Linked DNA regions of Anas platyrhynchos: region 1 is linked to region 2. The links are chromatin contacts, called in public Hi-C maps. All regions are on one chromosome and are shown on one strand. Each heading gives the region's core, a stretch centred on a gene start, on an enhancer-like site or on the middle of the called end of the contact. The rest is flanking DNA. Distances are from core to core; before and after follow the strand shown. Region 1 overlaps KDM6A (lysine demethylase 6A). Region 2 holds the start of KDM6A (lysine demethylase 6A).

Evidence for each region. Hi-C and Micro-C count contacts between places; a contact is called where the count stands out from the background.
Region 1: a Hi-C map of skeletal muscle shows a contact between it and region 2, with 1.8 times the contacts expected there. The contact joins the enhancer-like site here to the promoter of KDM6A in region 2. A contact is called at or near these places in 2 of 8 Hi-C or Micro-C datasets (liver and skeletal muscle).

What each region holds. Positions count from the first base shown.
Region 1 is chr1:124,142,773-124,149,506 of IASCAAS_PekinDuck_T2T, reverse strand. KDM6A (lysine demethylase 6A) reads right to left here. Exons shown (of 31, transcript XR_011804999.1): 4 at 130-179. Among named protein-coding and RNA genes, the nearest start is that of KDM6A, 42 kb to the right of the region's middle. Within about 2 kb of position 3,281, at least 1 of the 8 cell types and tissues checked has an H3K27ac peak or open chromatin away from gene starts, as enhancers often do.
Region 2 is chr1:124,099,962-124,105,973 of IASCAAS_PekinDuck_T2T, reverse strand. It overlaps KDM6A (lysine demethylase 6A), which reads right to left and starts at 2,089. Exons shown (of 31, transcript XR_011804999.1): 1 at 1,308-2,089; 2 at 940-1,003. LOC119714862 (a long non-coding RNA gene) reads left to right here and starts at 2,277. Exons shown (of 2, transcript XR_005262104.2): 1 at 2,277-2,644; 2 at 3,071-5,936.

The DNA.
Region 1 (6,734 bases), core at 2,032-4,531, 42 kb before region 2:
TTAAGACCCAATTAATATGCCAAAAAGTAATTGCAGGTAGATATTCCAAACATACTGAAACTAATCGGTTTAAGAAATTCAATCATTTACAACATTATGTTTAAGAAAAAAAAAGCAGCATATACAGACCTTCCAGTAGTCAGATTGTAAACTGTAGTACCTCTGGTATGCAGATAATGCTGTAGAAAAGAAAAATAAGTATTGAATTTGTTTTGTTGCCTTTTTTTTTTTTTTTTGAAGAAAAAGATAGAAAACCTTAAGAGTCAGAATACACAACATTAAAATGATAAATGGTTTAATAAAAGTAACATTGCCACAGTAAGTACCCTGTTGTGGGTAATGCATTCCTTGAGATTATAATTTTGTTTTATGAGATGTCAACCCCAAAGTGTATTTATTATTAATCATACAAATGTAAATCAAGTAATATTTTAAAGAATCCTGTAACAAAAGGAATCATTTGAAATTTTGGGATTTTCTTCCTGGACAAAGCTGCTCTAAGATTTAAAAATTTAATCATGTAGCTCATTTACCATGCTCCCTGATGTCCTGTAATTTCTAAAGAACTAGTACAGAGGGACATACAAAGAGAAATCAATTTCACATGCCCTTTCATTCAGTAGCTGGAGAAACAAAAGCAAGTAAAAAAAAAAGCTTACATTTTATTCAACATCTACTAAGACAGACTAAGCTGAAAACCAGCTCTAGAACAGCTGTTTTGAAGAATACTAGTACTACATAGCAATGCGCTTCTCAAATAGCCATTCCTACCTTCTTTCTGACTAAAAATTCTTGTTGATACATCTTGCCCTTTGGCTAACAGGCATATGGCAACATCAGACTAGAATGCAAACAGGCCTTATGTTCTTGTACGATCACTGCACTAGGCACCATCAAAAATGGACTACTTTAAATGATGATTCACTGCAGTTACAGTTTCATTTTTCTACTATTTGCTTGGTAAGATTTGAGAATGGTTTCTACATAGCATGCATTTTCCAAACAACAAAAGACAACAACCTCTGCTTTGAAAAATTACAGTCACTAAACAGATTAAGACAGCAAGAACTGTATGTACTTGCTGTGCAGGTTCATTTCCTGAAGGTATCACGGATGAACTATGTCCTGAAATTTTATCATCCTTCAATGCCTGTCCTGCAAGCTCATGTCCATAAGTTGGAAGTATAAAGGCTTAAGCAAAATAAGAAAATATATTTAATGACAAGACACACAGAGGATACACCCAGACCTCCTTCATCTCCTGTAGTTACATTCTGTACCCTAGTGATCTTCAATCTTTTTTAATTACTGCAACCCTATATATTTTTGATTGCATTTACAAAATTCTGCCTGTGGGTAGAAACAAACAGGCTAATAAAGATGCTGATCGTTTAGGGTAACCCCTACACCATCACATTTGGAGCAGGAGTATGTTTGCCATTTTATTGTTTTTACCCAAATCCTCCAATATAAAGCAAATGCTGTTTTCTCCTGGTATGTTTTTCCTTCCCAACACAGCTGACTACCAAAACTCTGGGACCTTGCAGCTCTTTTGCGGATCTTCTTGAGTGTTGATCAGTATCGTTGCTCAAATCCATTGATTTGGGTTGGATACAGGAACAGAGATGGCCTGTTCTTTCTAACTAGTTTGGAGTTTTTCTGCCTCTAACAATCCCCCAGCAGGATACTCCCATGTGCTTTCCACAGGGGACCAAACACCCCCAGTGGTGCTGCTCCTGCCCTCCTCATGCTCCACGTTGCTCCACTCAGGACAGCACGGATCTGACCCACAGCAACCTGCACCCACCTCTGCACTTACCCATCTTTGGACACCCCCTGCCACTGTTTTTACACACCTAGTTGGTATGAACCATGCCTATATTGTGCCTCTCAAACCAGAACTCCCTGAAAAGCCAGCTTCTAGTGCTGGTGCTCTAAAACGGGATTCATTTGGATGCCCAGGGTAGGAAAAAAAATAGGAGAATATTCACGATTGTTACCAACATGCCAAAAGCATGAATGCTTACATGCAATTTAGCTGAATAAAACCATTTAAAAATTGACACCATCAGGCTAAGCCTTTCAGAACTTAGGAATACAACTCCCTCCCTGCATCAGTACAAACTGAAGTATAGGACCACAGCCCAAACATAAGATTAAGAACGTTAAGAGTAACCATGTTTCACTCACATTCTGTAACTAAGCTGGGCACTATATGCTCACAGTAACAGAAAACCGCCTCCTCCCAGGTTCACCTTTTCCTGGGTATCATTAATAATTTTATGACAGAAAAGTGTAATTAGCTTTTGAACACGGGGATGATTTTGCTTTCCCAAACAGGAAAACACATACGAACAATAAAACACTTTCGTAATACACCACACCAACATGAAAGGAAAAAAAAAGTCTTAATTTAAGCAATAACTACCCAAATTTTAAAGGTTAAAGCATATTTCAAATAATTAAGTCAACAGCACCGTACAACGCAAGACTTAGGAAAATAAGAAATTCTTACAACCCATTTTTTAAAAAAACTAACTATTGTAGTAATTTATACAGGGAATATGGATAAAACAATGGGATGAAAAGAACACTAAATACAATGCTAAAGAAACAACAGAAGACCAGTGGAAAAAAAAAAGCCTTACTGACAGTCAACAACCAAACCCACTCTTTATGCAAGTGCAGCAAAAAGATGTATAGCTCCAGTTTTATTCTTGCTCCTAACTCTGGACAGTCAGAGGATTTGCAGCCCTGATCCCCAGCCAGAGGCACAGGAACAGAGCTAAACAGCACTGAAAAATGGGAGAGGTCAAACAAAGGTATGCGCTGTGTTCAGACCTGACTGACAAAGCATGCACTTATCAGTGGAAGAGAGAAATTAGGAGGCACAGGACGCTAGGTTCCACTAATGCTACTGCTTTAAAGCAACTTGCCCAGAAGTACTAGCACTATTTAACACAGGGAAAAAAAATCATAGATTAAAGGAGTTTTTGCTCCATTATATTCTGCTAGTTATCCTTAGAGTCCTGATGTTTGTAAATCAAGTTCTTTTCAACCTCTTGCACACTTCAATAAAATTCAGCAGCTTCTCACAGTAACAATTGAAATCATTGAAATTAGTTCCAACCTCATATGCTACAACTAAAAGCGAGTACTCAGAAATCATGGCCTGATGAAGCACATTTCATATACACACAGTAAGAAGGTAAGACCTTCATTCTAAGAAAGGTCATATTACTCTTACAGAGGAAGAAGTAACACATTACAGCTCTCCTCTAGAGTGTCTGAAGTGCCCAATCCCACTTCTGGGTTCAGAAACCTGTTCCAGGGATCCATCCTAAAAGCTGGGACAGGGGAGGGTCAGGCTGGGGGTTAGGGAAAGGCTCTGCACCCAGGGGGTGGTCAGACATTGGGACAGGCTCCCCAGGGCAGTGGTCACGGCACCAAGCCTGATAGAGTTCAAGAAGCATTTGGACAATGCTCTTAGACACAGGGGCTGATTTTGGGGGTGGTCCTGTGCAGAGCCCGGAGTTGGATGTGATGATCCTTGTGGGTCCCTTCCAACTCAATATATTCTGTGATTCTTCCCTCTGTTTCTCACTTCCCAGGTCTTCATGAACCATGACATACTGGTAGCTAGTCAAATCTCCAATTGCAGTCCTTTCTTTCTAGGGTAACAGCATTCTGCTGCTACCAGCCACTGCACTTAACTTCTTGAAGACAAAATACTACAGTTCTCAGTGTTGTGCTGAAAATGTTGCCAACAGCAAATCACAGAGGGATCCATTAGGCCTGCAGTATCCCTTTCCTTCTTAAAAAAAGCTAGACACCTAGAAGCTGTTGTTCGTGCACAATTTCAGTATTTAACAAGTGCTAAAGTTCCAGATGTGAAAGTTTATTTCAGCCCTGGTCACAACTACATTAACATCTGCTCCGCAAGAACACAAGCTCTGCTGCAAACGATGGACAGAAAAACTGGGGGGAAAAAAAAGGATTCAACAATTTTCTTTGTTTTTTCGTTTCTGCCAGAACCCACATGAAAGATCCCTAATCAAGCATACTCCTAACAAGAATCTTGCACATAAGTCATGCTAGAAACCAAATTATGAAAGGAAAGTTTCCGAAAAGCCACACAGCTTACTAATTTTAAAACAAGCAACTTCTCCTCTAAATAAAGTTTTTAACTATAGGAGGTGAGTGCAAACTTCTCATATTACAAAACTTACTATAGAATAAGGAAAAGGGGGGGAAAAGTGAATCTGCTGAGCAAAATGAATAAATGATAAATAAATAAATCCCCTTCTGAAACCTGACCTCTGCTGAGCAAAACAAATAAGTAAATATAAGGGTAAGATAATTTTTGACGGGAGAAAAAATGTTCTATGAATCACTGTTCTTTTTAAACATTAGAGTCAACTCACATTTTTTAAATTAAAGTGAAGGACATTTTAACTGAAAAGGGATAATTTTTTAAATAAGCCCATAATCTAAAGGCTTCCCAGGAAAAAAATAAAAAATTCTCATTTAAAACATAGAGATAATAAGACGGACAAATCAGATCTTTAAATATTAGAGATCTCTAAATAAAACTGGCTTTGCAAGTAGTAAGATTTTCACAAATAATGTGAACTTTAAGAATACTAGGAATACAGGGAAAATTTTGAAAGGAATCCAAATGTACTGGAACAGAAAAGTTAAATTAAGCATCTAAGAACTTCTGCAACATGCCACTTACAACGAGCCTTAAAAATCCATTAAAACTAATCTAGGGCTACAAAACACCAAAACGAAATGAATACTTTGAAATCACTCTTAAGCACAGCAGAATTCAGCAGACAATCTTCTGATTAGGAGCTTATTATTAAGTTTTTCAAATCCAGAAGTTCACCACTGAAATTCTTAAACCTCTGGAACTGCCGGAGTTTAAACATACAGAAACTTCTTTTTTCACAGCATGCAAAACCCGTGTTCGTTCTTCATTCTCAACTCCATTCATAACATCACCTTTTCAACCACAGAAAATTTTCTTAAACACAAAACTGAGAAATCATATTCAGACATCTAAAACAATACCCGGACAAGTGTCTCAATAATTCCTACAAAAGTGGTTCCTGGTAGCCTACCTCCATCCTTTTGCCTAGTACTTCATTACTTATCAAATCAAGCTAGCACTGTTTCAATCAACTTTACTCTCCAAAACCTAGCAATTTTACATTACTTGCCTGTCAGATGATCCTTATGCCTAGGTTCTGGAAAATCCTGCAGCATACTGAGTGGCAGACACAGCATTTGCCATTCCACCCTGAATAAGGGGCTTGTTTGCCCCACCGGTATATGTAGGTTTTCAGAGCAATCAGAATCACCTATATGGCTTGACGCAAATAAAACAGTGTTTGGCTAAAATAGTTCTGAAAACAAAAGCATTATCTTTCTGCTGAAAGAATTAAAATGACACTGGACAGCAAGAAATCTCCTAAGCTACTCCACAATCTTACCTGCCTCTGCCACCAAATGTAGCACTGGCCCTCCGTAAGTCTAAACAGCCACCCTCCACTGGCTCCCTCTTATTAAAAGACTTTCACAGCCACCCAGAGCCACCCGTTTGCAGCATCTACAGATACACACAGACAGAATGATACAGCCTTTTCTGATTCTCTCCCCAAGACTTGGCTTCTTCTCTTACTATGACTAGGGTCAATGGACATCTCACCATCATGCCAGGGATGATACCTGATGATGGTGATACCTTCCTGATTTGCTCCTGTTTAATTCCTTGATTTCACACAGAGGAAACAAAATACATTTTATACAATTACCATGTATGTGGTTTCAGATATATATTTTTTTTTATCTCCTTAACTGCATAAGAGAATGGTAAAGCTTCACAAATTACGAAATTGCATCAGTAAAGCAAGATGAAAATGGGGATCAAGAACTGCCTGAATGACATCCTTCTACTTGTTATTTCTAGCACATCCAATCACAAATCACAGTCACCAAAGAACATCTTTTATTGCCTACTCTGATGATACCTGAAAATTTAAGAGGCCTTTGAAAGTGATACTAACATGGAACTCTGAGTATTTTGGTGCCAAAGTAAGGGTAAAGTGAACTAGATACTGACACCATCTAGTGGCACCTTGCAAGGCTAAATGTGACCACCATGTATTTTTGGCTTGCTAAACTTCAAAAAGTTACAGGCAAGCTTGAAGTTGATGACATACACCTGAGAAGAGAACCTGAACAACCCAAAGCTCCATAGTCTTCAGTGAAAAATGGCCTTAAATACATTTTTCTCGTTGTTAATTTTTAAACAAGCAAAGAACAATTCCTAGTGCTCATCTAGTGTGAAAATAAATGGTAACAGAAAATTAGCTGAAGAACAGCACAAGAAAAGCAAAGAGAAGGTATATATATTGTTTTAAATCTGACAACTCGTTCACGAAAAATAAATGTTCATTAAACACCTGGGAGCCATTTGCAGGTTCTGGAAACAGCTGATTACATTGTGCAAGGATTTCTCCACAATAGTGCTTTAACCCAGCAATGTGAATGCTGCTGGGCCCCAGAATTAAGAACATCAAAAGTTGAGGAAATTCCAAGGTTGAGTCAATGATTTTAAAAAAGAAAAAAAAAAAAAGGTGTGGAAGTTAGAGCAGCAAAACACGGCTCAGGTCTTTTGTTCTAAGGCCTCAGGGAAGAGGTTGTTCCCAGCTTCCTCTAGAGATTTG
Region 2 (6,012 bases), core at 840-3,339:
GGGGAGGTGGGGTGGGTGCTCCGTGCTCGGGGCGAGGCGCCTCGGTCCCCGCTGTTTGTTTCGTGTTTACCTCCCCCCCCCCCCTTCCCTTTCTCCTCCCTGTCCGGCCATCTTGGGCCGACGGGAGCAGCCATTACTTAACTCAATGACAGGGCCCGCAACTTTTCGCGCAGCCCTGACGAGCCGGGACAGCGGGGAGGGAAGGAGGAGGAGGAGGAGGAGGGCTGAGGGTTGTGTGTGTGTGTGTGTGTGTGAGGCAGGGGACGCAGCTCCCCGGGAGCAGCCCGCACCGCTCCGCTCCCCTCGCCCGGCAGCGGCTGGGACCGTCCCCGTGGCCGCCCCGTGTCCCCTCACACGGTCCCCTCCTCACCGCTTTTTTATTTTATTTATTTATTTATTTTTAACCCCCCCCCCCCCCCCCCAGTGCTTTAAAGCCCAACGGCCGGCGGGCAGCGCGCGCGCCGCCAACGGCCCCCGCCGCGCGGGGCCAAAATCACGAGGGAGGCTCCGGGGAGAGGCCAACGTCAGCAGCGCCTCGCGCGCGCCCTCCCCCCGCCGCCTCCTCCTCCTCCTCCCCCCTCTCCCTCACCGCCTCCCCCCCCCCCCTTCCCCTCTCCCTTCTCTCCCCTCTCTCCCCAGCCGCCCCCGCGCCCCCCTCCCCCGGCTCTCTCCGGCCCGGCCCGGGGCAGGACGAGCCCCGCCGGGACGCGGCTCCCACCCCCCCCCCCCCGCCTTGAGGGGAGGTGTGTGTGGAGGGGGGGGGGGCTGCGGATGTGGCGGTGCCCCGCGCACACGCAGCCTCGCCCGGGCCCGGTGCACACTCACGCACACTCGCACACACTCGGGGGAGCGGCCCGCTCCCTCCCTCCCCTCCCCCTCCGTTCACCCCCCCCCCCCCAAGGCGGTCTCCCCTCCCCATCCATCCATCCCCGCTCGTACCTTTAACAGCAAGGCCTTCGTTCTGGCGCCATCTTCATGAAGCCTCAGAAAGCCGAAGAGGCGGCTGCGGGAGGGGAGAGAGGAGAGGAGAAGAGAGGAGAGGAGCGAGGCGTTAGCGACACACGGAGACGCGGGCCCCCCACCCCCCCCTCTCTCTCTCTCTCTCCTCTCCTCTCCCTCCCTCCCGCAGCCCAGCGCCAAGGCACGGCGCGGCCTCGGGGCCGGGCGCACACACGGGCACGGGACGAGGAGAGGAGAGAGGAGAGGAGCGGGGTGCGGAGGGGAGAGGGTCGGGGTGGGGGTGTGGGGGGGGAGCGCGGTCCGAGCCGGGACGCGGAGGCGGCCGGGGCGGCGTGGGGAGCGGGTACCTGTCGAGGCCGGCTAGGGCTTCCCTCTCGTCGGCTGTCAAGCTGGCGAAGTCCTCCTCGCTCTGCCCGCTCGCTTTCCCCGCCGCCATTTTCTTTTCCTCATCACCGAAAGGAGCAGCAGAGGCGGCGGCGGCGGCGGCGAGCGACACTCCGCACGATTTCATGGAAACGCAGCGTAATTAAAACCGCCGATCGCAGGCGCTTCTCTCTCTCTCTCCTCTCTCTCTTCTCCCCCCCCCCCCCCCACCGCCGCCACCACCACCTCCGCCACCACCCCTCCTCCTCCTCCTCCTCCTCCTCCTCCTCTCTCGCGAGCCCCCCGACACCCCCCAGCGCCGGGCGGGGCGGGGTGCCCGACACACGCACACGCACCACAACTTTTATTACAACAACAACAGCCGGCAGGGAGGGGGAGGGAGGGAGGGAGGGGAGGGGAGAGGGAGGGAGGCGGGGGGAAGCCCCGCTGCTCGGAGGAGGGAGGGAGGGAGGGAGGAGGGAGAGGGGGAGGGAGGAGGGAGAGGGGGAGGGAGCCCCAGCGCTGGAGGCCAGGAGGAGGCGGAGGCAGCGGCCCAGCCGTGTTTACATCGCCGCCACCACGCCAGACGCAGGCAGCGGGGAAAGGGGAAGGGGAGCGGGGCTGCACCGTGCCGCCGCTTCGCCCCCCTCCCTCCCACCCAGCCCTCACGGGGCCGCCCCGGCGGAGTTGTGCGGCCGCGGCGCGAAGTTGCGCGAATTGTGGCCGCCGCCGAGCGCCGTGCGCCTCCTCCACCCCCCCTCGCGCCCCGCCCCTGCCCCGCTCGGCCAATCGCCGCCTCCGCGGCGCCGCACGTGACCTTTGTTGACTTACGTCAGTCATAGCGCTCCGCCGCCGCCGCGCTACGGCCGCTTCGCAGCCCGCCCCCCCTCGCCTCATTGGTTGGAGGAGGAGGGAGGGGGCGGGACCAAGGGGATCGGCGGCTGGTGAGAGGGCGGGCGGGCTGTCAGTCAAACGAGGGCGCCTTTAAAAGCGGAGGGAGAAGCAGAGAGGGTGGGGGGGAGGCTTTGGGGAGCGAGGCGGGCGGAGTTGCGTAACGGGGGCTCCGTGCCGGGGCAGCGGGCCTCAGCCCCGCCGTCCTATCGCTGCCAGGCCCTCGCGTAACGCCTGAGGGGCGGGGGCCGCGCCGCCCTCCCGCTTGGCTCCGTTGGCGGGGCGTGGCCGCCTTGGCACAGGCGGCCGATAATGGCTTCCCGGAGCGGGCAGCGGGCACGGCGCTGCCTGCGGGCGGCAGCGGCGAGGAAGGGCGCCTCAGCCCGGCCGCGGCCGCCCCCCGTGGCTTCCCTACCGCCGTTAACCGACGGTTGGAGCGTGTGGGGGTGGGGGTTGTCGGCCGTTGGTCAGCCGCCGCCCCGCCAACGGACGAGCGCGTGGCGAGGCGTGCAGCGCGCGCGGGCGGCGAGGGGCGGGGCCTAAAGGGGGGGTGGGGGGGGCTCGCGCCGCCCCTCCGCGGGCCTCCGTGACAGGTGGAGCGGCGCCCGGCGGCCGTCACGTGACGGGGGGGGAGGGAGGGCTCTCTCCCCTCAGAGGAGGGGCCGGGCGCTCAACGGCTGCCCTGGGGAATTGGGTTAACGAGGGCTAAGGGCGAGCTACGCAGAGGATATTCAGTAAAATTCAGGATGTTCTGCTGCTTCCATCCCCTCGTTTTTATTTTTTTTTTAATTTAATCGTCGCGTGCTCGTGAGACTGACCCATGTTTTGTTGTTTGTTTTTTTTTTTCCTCTCACAGGTGTACCAGGTAACGTTCACCTCAGTGATGTTTTCAGAGTGGCTCCTCAAGGTGTGATCTGAAGTGTGCTGAGGCTGGCGTGACTTCCCAGCGTACTGGCTGAAGATCTGGCCAAGACAAAGTCTCGAATAGTGCAAAAGACTCGAATCAATATGTCTGTGCTCACCCCAAAAGCAAAACCGTGTGCGCTCTTCTTTCTGATGCAATTGCAGGTAGAACAAAAAGCCACCTGAGTTCAGAAAGGTTGCCTTGCTTCATAAAATAGCCAGTAGCCAGTTGGTTAGAGTATCAATGCAAGAGGCAAGGGATCGTGTTTAAAGCTCTCTTGTTTGAGGTTGGACTCCAGATAAAGAACGAGTTACTCTTGTTTCTGGGAATGGGCCGTATCCAGGTAATAGCGAAAATATTAATAAAGTTATGATCAAACATCTATCTCCAGTGTTTTGCACAGCTCCTCCATCACATATTTTCTCAGCAGACTCCTGAATCTATTAAATATTTGTTCATTTGTTAGATTTTTAGATTTGTTTGAATCCCGACATCTGTGAGTCTTTAGAACCACTTTGCTGCCTTCAGTGTGGGACTTGTGGATGGATAAACCTCTGGGGCTGAGCAGTGCCCTTTGGGTCCTGCTTCCGTGTGCATCCTCACCCCCATTACACTTCCACACAATTTCTTTGTGTGTTGTTCTGCTGTGTCCAGTGTTGCTTTGTCATGCTCAACGCTTGTCCAGTCCGTTCAGCTGCAGACCAGTTTGCCAAGGAGCTCCATGTTCCAAGTTGGTGTTTGGCAGCCTTGTTCTCTGCAGCTGGGAATTGAGATGCAAGCTTGATGCTCGTTGGTACTGCTTGCGAATTAACGTTAGGTACAGCAAGCCTGAATTCTAGAATTCTCCATAAAGCCGAACACCCATCGCTGGATGTCCTGCTGAGCTGAAAGGCGGCTCTTAATGTGCAGAGGGAAGGAGGATTTAGCATCAATGCTGGGATTTGAGCTGCCATCTCACTTGGTGTCAAGAGTAGTTCTGCTATCTCAGACATCCAGGTTCATTGGTAAATAGGACAAGCACACGGGCAGGAACTCAGTCTCAGCAAATAATTTTGTACAACATGGAACAGGGGAAGGGTTACCTCCTCCCGATCTACTTTTTCATTTTCTAATCATTACTGTTCATTTCCATCAATTCCAGCAGTCAAGTGCTTACCTTGCTGTAGTCAACTAAGGGAGGAGCTGTTGGCAGATGGTGCTGATCCTAACAGGATTTTTTCACAAGCAAGAGTCCAGTAGTCTGACAAATGTTCACCACAGAAATTCATTGTAACTGTTGATAGAAACTCGTGACCAGGAGCTTGTTTGCTACCACAAATGCTGTCCAGTGTCAGGATTGCTCCTTCTAGCAATGCACAAAGCTCCTTGCTGCAAGTGCTGAGGCCTGATCTCTTTTTGTCCTGTCTCAAGGACATCTGGGACGAGACAAAGCGTCAGTTCAGCCTGATGGAGAATGGAGGAACTGCTCTTCCTGTTCTCCTTTGACATGGTCTTGAGGTTCTTCCTGGACAAAGCAGCCATCACTGACTCTCTTTCTCAAAATCATATTCTTCACTGGATAAATCTGGTTTCATTTTCTGTGTCTGTAGGGCTCTTGCTCTCCAGAAGGGCAAAGAGGTTCTGTGCAATGCTTCAGTGGCTTTACAAAGTGCATTGAAAAGACGCATTTGCTCCGTGTAGACCATCTGTATCACAGTGTTTATCCGTGGGTGTCTTTCTTCCTCTTAGTAGCCGACCCCATCTCAGATGCATTCTCTGGCAACTTCAGATACACGCTTATTTCTAAGAAAACTGCTTAACAAACACTGATTGTTACTGATACACTTGGTATGACTTCCAAGTCGGGTAGCAAATTGGAACAAAATTTCATTCTCTATTAGATACAGCTGAAATATCACATTCTCCCACAGCCTGAGACATGGCTGCTACTCACCTACAGCAAGATACATGATTTCAGCCCCTGAAAACACTGCGGTGCTTAAAGTTATTGTACGGATTCAAGTTGGCTTTTCATCCCTGCTTTTCACATTTCTTTGCAGCTCCTAGGATAGTGAGGGTAACAGCTACCTCCTTGTAACGTTGTGTGGGAATATGAAGCAGCACAGGATGTGTGTGTGACCTCTAGTGACATTGCTTTCAAAGAAAAAAAAAAAAAAAGGTCATTCAGGTGTGGAGTCAACATTATGCTTGTAAGAGCCCAGAGGACCTCTAGCTCTAAGGCAACTCCTTTTTGCAGTTCCCTGGGAGGACGGTGACAAGACAGCAGCGATCTCAGATGCGTGCGGCAAGATATGCGTGGTGAAAAACAGCGAGGAAAGAAAGAAAGCTAACCAGAAGAAGCCTCAAGATGCCATTTTGTGTCTTATAAAATATAAATCCAACACTTGTGTTATTGCTACCTTGCCAGATTTCAGTCGAGCTGCCTGAAATATGTGACTACTGGGCATATGAGGGAAAGCAGCATAAACTGATACGACCTGACAATAGGTTAGTCAGGGGAGAAGACAGTCTCTTTACTTACCCTTCCATATTCATTAGAAGGTTTTTTTCAGTATTTTTTTTCTTAGCTGCTTTTTACTTCATTTATCCCAAAGTAAAGTCAGGCCAAACTGTTTGACTCAAATTACTAATTTACATTCTTGAAATCAGGAATAAATAAATAAATTAAAAAAAAAACAAACAGCCATACTTCATGTTTGTACTTTAGCAGGAGTTGCTTCGTTGTCTAGAAGTTTGTAAGAAAATTATCTACAATTTGCATGTTCCCTGTACAACCTTCAGTCGAGCTCTGATGAGAGTGGTGTGTGATGATCCGTGTTGTATTTTGACAATGGATGGTGGTTAAGAAAGTAGGGGAGGTGGATATAAACCCTTTTTTCCCTTCACCCCCCCCA